Regions from separate parts of the Mus musculus genome. Here region 1 is linked to region 2. Evidence: chromatin contacts called from public Hi-C data. All regions are on one chromosome and are shown on one strand. The core of a region is the stretch at or near the end of the contact, and the rest is flanking DNA. Distances in the headings are between cores, read along the strand shown. Region 1 has its middle 61 kb from the start of Tmem200a. Region 2 holds the start of Epb41l2 (erythrocyte membrane protein band 4.1 like 2).

Evidence for each region. Hi-C and Micro-C count contacts between places; a contact is called where the count stands out from the background.
Region 1: a Hi-C map of the N1E-115 cell line shows a contact between it and region 2, with 4 times the contacts expected there. The contact joins the enhancer-like site here to the promoter of Epb41l2 in region 2. A contact is called at or near these places in 4 of 39 promoter capture datasets (cranial neural crest, hippocampal neurons and liver) and 1 of 484 Hi-C or Micro-C datasets (the N1E-115 cell line).

Annotation. Positions count from the first base shown.
Region 1 is chr10:26,137,827-26,141,190 of GRCm38.p6, reverse strand. No RefSeq gene overlaps it. Among named protein-coding and RNA genes, the nearest start is that of Tmem200a, 61 kb to the right of the region's middle. Within about 2 kb of position 1,545, at least 6 of the 459 cell types and tissues checked have an H3K27ac peak or open chromatin away from gene starts, as enhancers often do. A contact at or near this core is called in the N1E-115 cell line, where this site is marked.
Region 2 is chr10:25,357,561-25,361,051 of GRCm38.p6, reverse strand. Epb41l2 (erythrocyte membrane protein band 4.1 like 2) reads right to left here and starts at 1,254. Exons shown (of 20, transcript NM_001199265.1): 1 at 1,071-1,254.

The DNA.
Region 1 (3,364 bases), core at 296-2,795, 780 kb before region 2:
CACCATCCTAAATGGGGGAAAAACTTGAAGCAATCCCAATGAAATCAGGAACAAGACAAGGCTGCCCACCGTTCCCACTCCTTTTTGCATTGTGCTTGAAGCACCAGCTGGAGAAATAAGACAGAGAAAGAAATTAAAGGGTGTAAGGATGAATAAATAAAGCCTTAGCAAGGGAGGCAAAAATATTTATAGACTTGAAATGACTAAGAAAAGAATCAGTGGACTTTAAATGGATGATCACAAATGCCCCCATCTGACAGTCAGAGAAAAATAAATGAATAAAACGTGTATATATATATCCAGAAGCTATGGGAAAGTATCAAAATAGAATAGTGCTAAATTTAACCAATCTATAGGAAGTCAGTAAATGAAAGAAAAGATAACAAATAACAAAGAATAAAGTATCAAGATATATCTGACAATGGGAATTAAATTAAGGACAAATAGGGGTTGCTCAAAACAACTTTACAATATTCAAAAATTACATGGGAAACAGATGTCAAATTCGTGCATGTAAAGGCAATAAATAACATTAAAGTATTAAGAAACCACAACATAATATCAGGATGCATCCACTTGGATAACGAAAAACTCTGACCATAGCAAGGGCTGGAGGAAACTGTGAGAGACTAAATTCAACACTGACTGGTGACACTGTACACACAGAGAATGGTCTTGCCCTGATGAAAGACAGTATATCGACTTTTAAAAGGGCAATAGACTGATATACAGTACAGCTACCCTAATCGACGTAACTATCCAACTTAAATGAGAACATCTTCACATAGACAAGTTATAAGTGAGAACTTACAATAGCCTGAGCCTGTTATTGTAACATCCAACCATAGAAACATCCAGGACGTTCATTTTCACGTGAATGGGTGAATAAGCTATGAGGCAGTGACATGAAGAACAAGGAGCTCTTAATAAACTCAATAGCAAACATAGATCTTGAAATAATTATGCTAATTGTCATGTGTGTACAAGTATTTTTCCCATTCATAGAAAATTCAAGCTAGTCTAATTAATAGGAAGCAATTGGGCACCTGACCTCCAGGTATCTTGAGGTCAGTTCTGCATTCTGCACCTTGCTCCCTGGGAAACAGGGATTCTCACTTTTCTCTGCACACACCAAGAATGGTCTTGTCATATATGCATATTCACACATCCCTCCCCATGGATGCCCTTCTCCACAGTGCCCGCTCCTTACTGCTTTCTGGACCCTCATCGTACATCATTTGTTAATCCCAGTGAGCTCTTCCACCTGTATTGTGTTTCTTCAGAGTCTGAGCTGGGTAAAATGAGCTGTCTCTTTTGTGACGGTTGCTGTCTTAGTTTCCCCCACCCCTGCCCCTGCAACAATGGATTACAATACATGGAAGGTGTGGATTCCATCATGGGATTGTGTAAGCAGACTAGAAACCTCATAGTCATTCACGATATCATCTCTATGGTAAAATGAGCTGTATGTTCTAAATAAACCAACCAGAATCAGTTAATAGATGTGTAAGCTTGATATGTTTGAATAGACTGTTTACTGTGGAAGCCGCAGCTACAAACCACTAGGTGGCAGTGTGGTCGCGACTAGCTGGTGAACTGAAGATGGCGTGTTGAATCTCAAGCTACTGATTTGTTGTTGTGTTGTTGTTGTTGTTGTTGTTATTGTTGTTGTTTGACATTTAGAAGTCTACAATAGAAAAATGTTCATGAAATAACAGATGAAAAGCCAAACAGTGGGAGTCATGAGAACAGCCATTGACATAAGATAGAACTAGTTTACAGCAGTTATGAAATGTCAAAACATCAAATAATATCTCCTGCTCATCATCGATGTAATAACGTGCTAAAATGATTGTCTCTACAAGCATGTGCTAGGCACTGTGAAACATGGGCAGGTGAAAGAATATCGCGTTGATTTTCTCCTCTCATGCCTCACAAGAGCCAGGCTTCCTAAGCCCTCTGTCTGAGTTTTAGCCTCTGAACCCCACTTCTATTGGCCCACCTGTGTTCTTTGTTGTGTGCTATGTTCTTATTAGATGTAATTTTTTTTTGAAATATGATGAGAAGCATCTCCTGGAGCTATATTATTTATTTGGATCTTCCTGAACTTCTACACAAAGACAGCGTCAGACACACTCATAGTTTGCTCGATGAATGTTCCTTTCATGTTTAGGGGATGGTTGCTTAGCACCTGTGCAATGAAAATCTGGCCAAGGCTCCTGAATCTCAGCTCTCTCAACTTCATTTTTTGCTATCAGTAAAATAGGACAACAAAGTCAATCTTACAGAGTGTGACATTATTTAAAGGAGATCTTGACTTTTGTAATAAGTGCCAAGGGCCACATTAAGAGTTAGTTTTCCATCCAGACTGAAAGGGGAAGGGCAAAAAAGCACACGTTCCCGTCCCCTTCGTGTGTGCCTGTTAAGCACTGGATACAGCCTAGGCCCAATGAATATTTAATCAATGCATGAATAAATGAAGGACGAATCTATGAGGGTATACAGGAGAAGCACAGGGGGTGAGTTAATAAATGTGCTCTGGCATTTAACATCCTGGAACATCTTTATGACCACTTTAATTTTGCATGATTAAAAATAGAAACAATAGTAATAAATAAATAAATCCTTATAAATAAATTAAAAAGACCCTCAAAATATATCAACATGTAGATTCAGAAAATGTTGTTCAACATAAGGATAGTGGTTTAGAGTGATTAGGTGAATCCTTAAATACTTTAGGGGGTCGATACCTTCCTTGAAGATGACTAGGTAACCCTCTTATTTTCAGACTAGAAAGGCAGACCTTTGAATTTAATGCTCCCTGATCCCCCTCCCCGCCGCACAGTGCCATTTCAATTTGGCAAAAATCTGTATATGAAGATGCTGTTCATTCTGCCTGGCATTCAGCAGTGAAAAGATAGATACAGCGAGGAGAAGTGTGGGACAGTGTCCCATGGCTTCCTGCAGCGAGCATGGATAACAACAATTTATTATACATTTTATGAGCAACTGGAAGAGAGAAACTTCGAGTTTTTCAATGACGAAATGATAGATGTTTACAAAGATAAAAATGCTAAGTGCCCTGACTTAATCATAGCACATCATATGCCTGTATCAAATTATCACAGTGGACTCCATACATGTACAATAAAAATAACTGAAGATCGATTCACTTATTTTATGTATGTGTGCCTGTGGGTATGTATGTGCACCACATGCATGCAGGTGCCTAAGCAGGCCAGCAAAGGATGGCTGATATCCTAGAACTAGTATTGCAGGTGGTTATCAACCATTGAAGTGGGCACTTGGAGCAGAAGCCCAGTCCCCTGTGAAAGCAAAAAGTGCTTAACCAGTGAGCTATCTG
Region 2 (3,491 bases), core at 5-2,504:
GAGAGAGAGAGAGAGAGAGAGAAGAAAAGAAAAGAAAAGAAGAAAGACAGACAGGAAGGACTGAAGAAAAATGAGTGGAGAAAACTGAGACCGTTTTTGTTTTGTTTTGTAGCTAATCACAGAAACAAGAACATACTGCCCTGCACACCCCACATTTCACATGCAACAAAGTTCAAGAAACAGAGAGAATCTTGATTCCCAAAGGAGGAAATGTAAGTACAACTCCCCTAGATGCCACCGTGCCTACCACTCTCCCAGGAACCTTAAAAATCAGGGACAGCTGTTCAGGTGACAGATTTTCTGAAGGGCTTCCTCATTTTGTAAGGAAGCTCCACGGAGACCACTCCCCAAAATAAGACACCGGGGGAAGAGGGCGCTCTTCTAACTTCACCCCAAATAAATAAATAAAACTTGGCCCCGCCTGAGGCTGGCGTCTGGGGACATTTAATGACTAACGTCCACCGCAGACGTCTGGGGTTGAGGATGGGGGATCCCGAGATGCCAACCTCAACGCCACCGACTCGGTTATTTCCTCCTCGTAGCCCCTGACCTGCAGCTCACCTAAACTGCTCCCACCCCTCAGCTGCCAGCGCCGAGAAAAAGAAGCCATCGGGGGCGGATGGCCTGGTGTCCGAGCTGGAAGGCTCGCCGCAGAAAACGTGCGAGGGTGTCTGTCCTCAGCTCCAGACCGCACAGTGGGCGGCGGGGACAGAGGGTCGCCCGCGTTGGCCCGACCTGCGGCGCGCGTGGGGCTGGGTGGCTGGCGGGGCGCGCTCCCTCCCCGACTCCCGCAGAGCCCACGCGCGCCGCGGGCCCGCGTCTGGCGACCCTCGGGAGAGAGGGCGCGGCGAGCCCCCGGCACCCAGGATGGAGCCGCACGCCTCGGCAGGGCCGGGGCGCGAGAGCCCGGGGACGCCGCCGCGGTCCCCGCCCGGGAAGGAGAGAGACGGGCCCGCGGCCGCCCCCTCCCCCGCCCGGGATGGCCGTCCGGGCTTCCTGCCGGGGTCCGCTTCCCGCCTGCAGCGTGTCAGGACCCCGCCCGCCACTCCGCAGCCCGCTCGCCTCCTTACCCGGACACCGCCCCTCTCGAGCTTGCTCGCCCCGGGAACGCGTCCCGTTCCAGCCTCGGACGCCGCCGGCCCTCCGCACCCGCCGCCTCCACCCTCCTCTGGGTTTCAAATTGAAATTCCCTGACTGGGGCCGTCAGAGAACTCTCCGCGCAAGCCCCGCCCCCTCCTGGCGGAAGCCCCGCCCTCGTCCCCCGCCCGGCACGCCCCGGGCGCGGAAACCCCCGCGGGCAGGCCACGCCCCACGGCCAAAGCCACGCCCCCGGCGCCTGCTGGCGTGGGAGGGGGGCCTTCCCGAGGGGTTCGCGCGGCTCTCGGGCCCAGTGCCCCGCCGCAGGGGTGCGTTTCGCCCTCGGAGCGACCCTGGAGATAATGACAGCCAGTGCACGTGTGCGAGGCGTTCTTTCTGAGTATCTTGGCCTTAAATGCCCTCTCAACTTCGAAAAGTTCTTTCTTCGGAGTGCTTTCACTAACCAAACCTTCACTGGATGCCTTTTTCGTGGTAGACGGTAGAGCAGGTCCAGGAAACCGAATAAGGAAAGCCGGGTCCCCCCTCAGTCTGCAGTGAAAGAAGTGCTTTCACAGGATAGGCTTGAAAAGAATCCATTTATTCTTCCTGTGGGAGAGGCAGGAGAGATTGGGTAAACCCTGTGGAGGAGAGGCGCTTTGATGCTCAGCCTTACTAGTCAGGATATCTCCCGGCAGAGAATTGAGAACCTAGCTTGCAAAGTATAATGGGGATAAGGCAGTGACAAAAAATTAAAATAAAAAAATACACACACGTGATATGTATATATTATATATATGAATGATATAGATAGATAGATAGATAGTGGTAAGTTTTACACATTAGTACAATTAGACCTCAATCTCTTCTACTTATTTCATCTTTTCTGAGCATTGCATGTCAAGCTGTCAGAGTGGCAGCCCACTGCCTCCAGCATCTTCAACCCCACCCTGTGTTCTTCTAGTCATTTGCTTCCTCCCACCTCTAATAAAATCTTTAATGATTCACCTCTGCCAATTTCCTTCCTAAACATTGTAAAATTAGCAAGATCAAATTAACCATCAGTAGCAATGCCTTGCGTGTGGATACTTCCCAGGTAATGGCACACATGCAGGTGTTTTATCAGCTGGTTCCTCGCTATGAAAAGGGTACCTACATCAAAAAGAAAAGAGTTGGGGAAATAAATTACTTGCTAGAATCATCCTTGTAAATAATAAAATTATTGCTATAATAGCATTTGTTGTGTGTCAGGAACTTGAGTTGACTTAGTTGACTTCAGTCCCAGACGCTAAGAACACAAGGAGAGTTTGATAAGCTGTTTAATGAATACTGGAATCCTGATTACATACATTTCTAGCATAAAGAAGGCTTGGAATAATTGGTGTTGCTTTTCTGTTGCTATGAGGAAATGCCTGAAACAGATAACTTTGAAGAGATTTCCTCATGGCGCCATAGGCTTCTGTCCTTGGTCACCCAGTCCTTTACTTTGAATGGGTGGCAAGGTATCACGGCAGGGACCACATTGAGCAAACTACCTCATGGAATCTGAGAAGCAAGAATTGAGAGACTGAGGTCCTAATATACCTTCCACTGACATATACCCAGTGACCTAACCTCCTCCAACTAGGTCTCACATGCAAAAGTTCCCACCTCCCCACAGTATCATTAACTGGGGACCAAGCCTTTCAACCCAAGACCTTCAGGGAAATAATTAAGACCTGGTCCACAGAGGCAGCTCCCATAAACCAAACTTCAAGATCCAGTACTTTCCAAGACATTGAAATTAAATATCTGTAATTTGGATTCCATACTAAGAATAAGACATATTTCATTTTTGTTTGAGACAGATGTTCACCATGTTGATCATGTACTGGCTGGTTTGGTGTGTCAACTTGACTCAAGCTGGAATTACCACAGAGAAAGGAGCCTCCCTCGAGGAAATGCCTCCATGAGACCCAGCTGTAAGGCATTTTTTCAATTAGTGATCAAGGGGGAGGGCTTATTGTGGGTGGCGTCATCCCTGGGCTGGTAGTCCTGGGTTCTATAAGAAGGCAGGCTGAGCAAGCCAATAACATCCCTCCATGGCCTCTGCATCAGCTCCTGCTTCCTGACCTGCTTGAGTTCCAGTCTTGACTTCCTTGGTGATGAACAGCAGTATGGAAGTGTAAACTGAATAAACCCTTTCCTCCCCAACTTGCTTCTTGGTCATTATGCTTGTGCAGGAATAGAAACCCTGACTAAGACAACCACACTTGCCTAGAGTTCCTGGGCTCAAGTGATATTCCTACCACATGTAGCTAAGACTACAGTGCAGGTTCATACCACAGTGTTGAACCTGAGTTCAATACGTAAGTTTGGGGCCCATAAAACCTTGATCCACATAGTCCCAAAGGTGGCTTGATGAGGACCTGAAATCA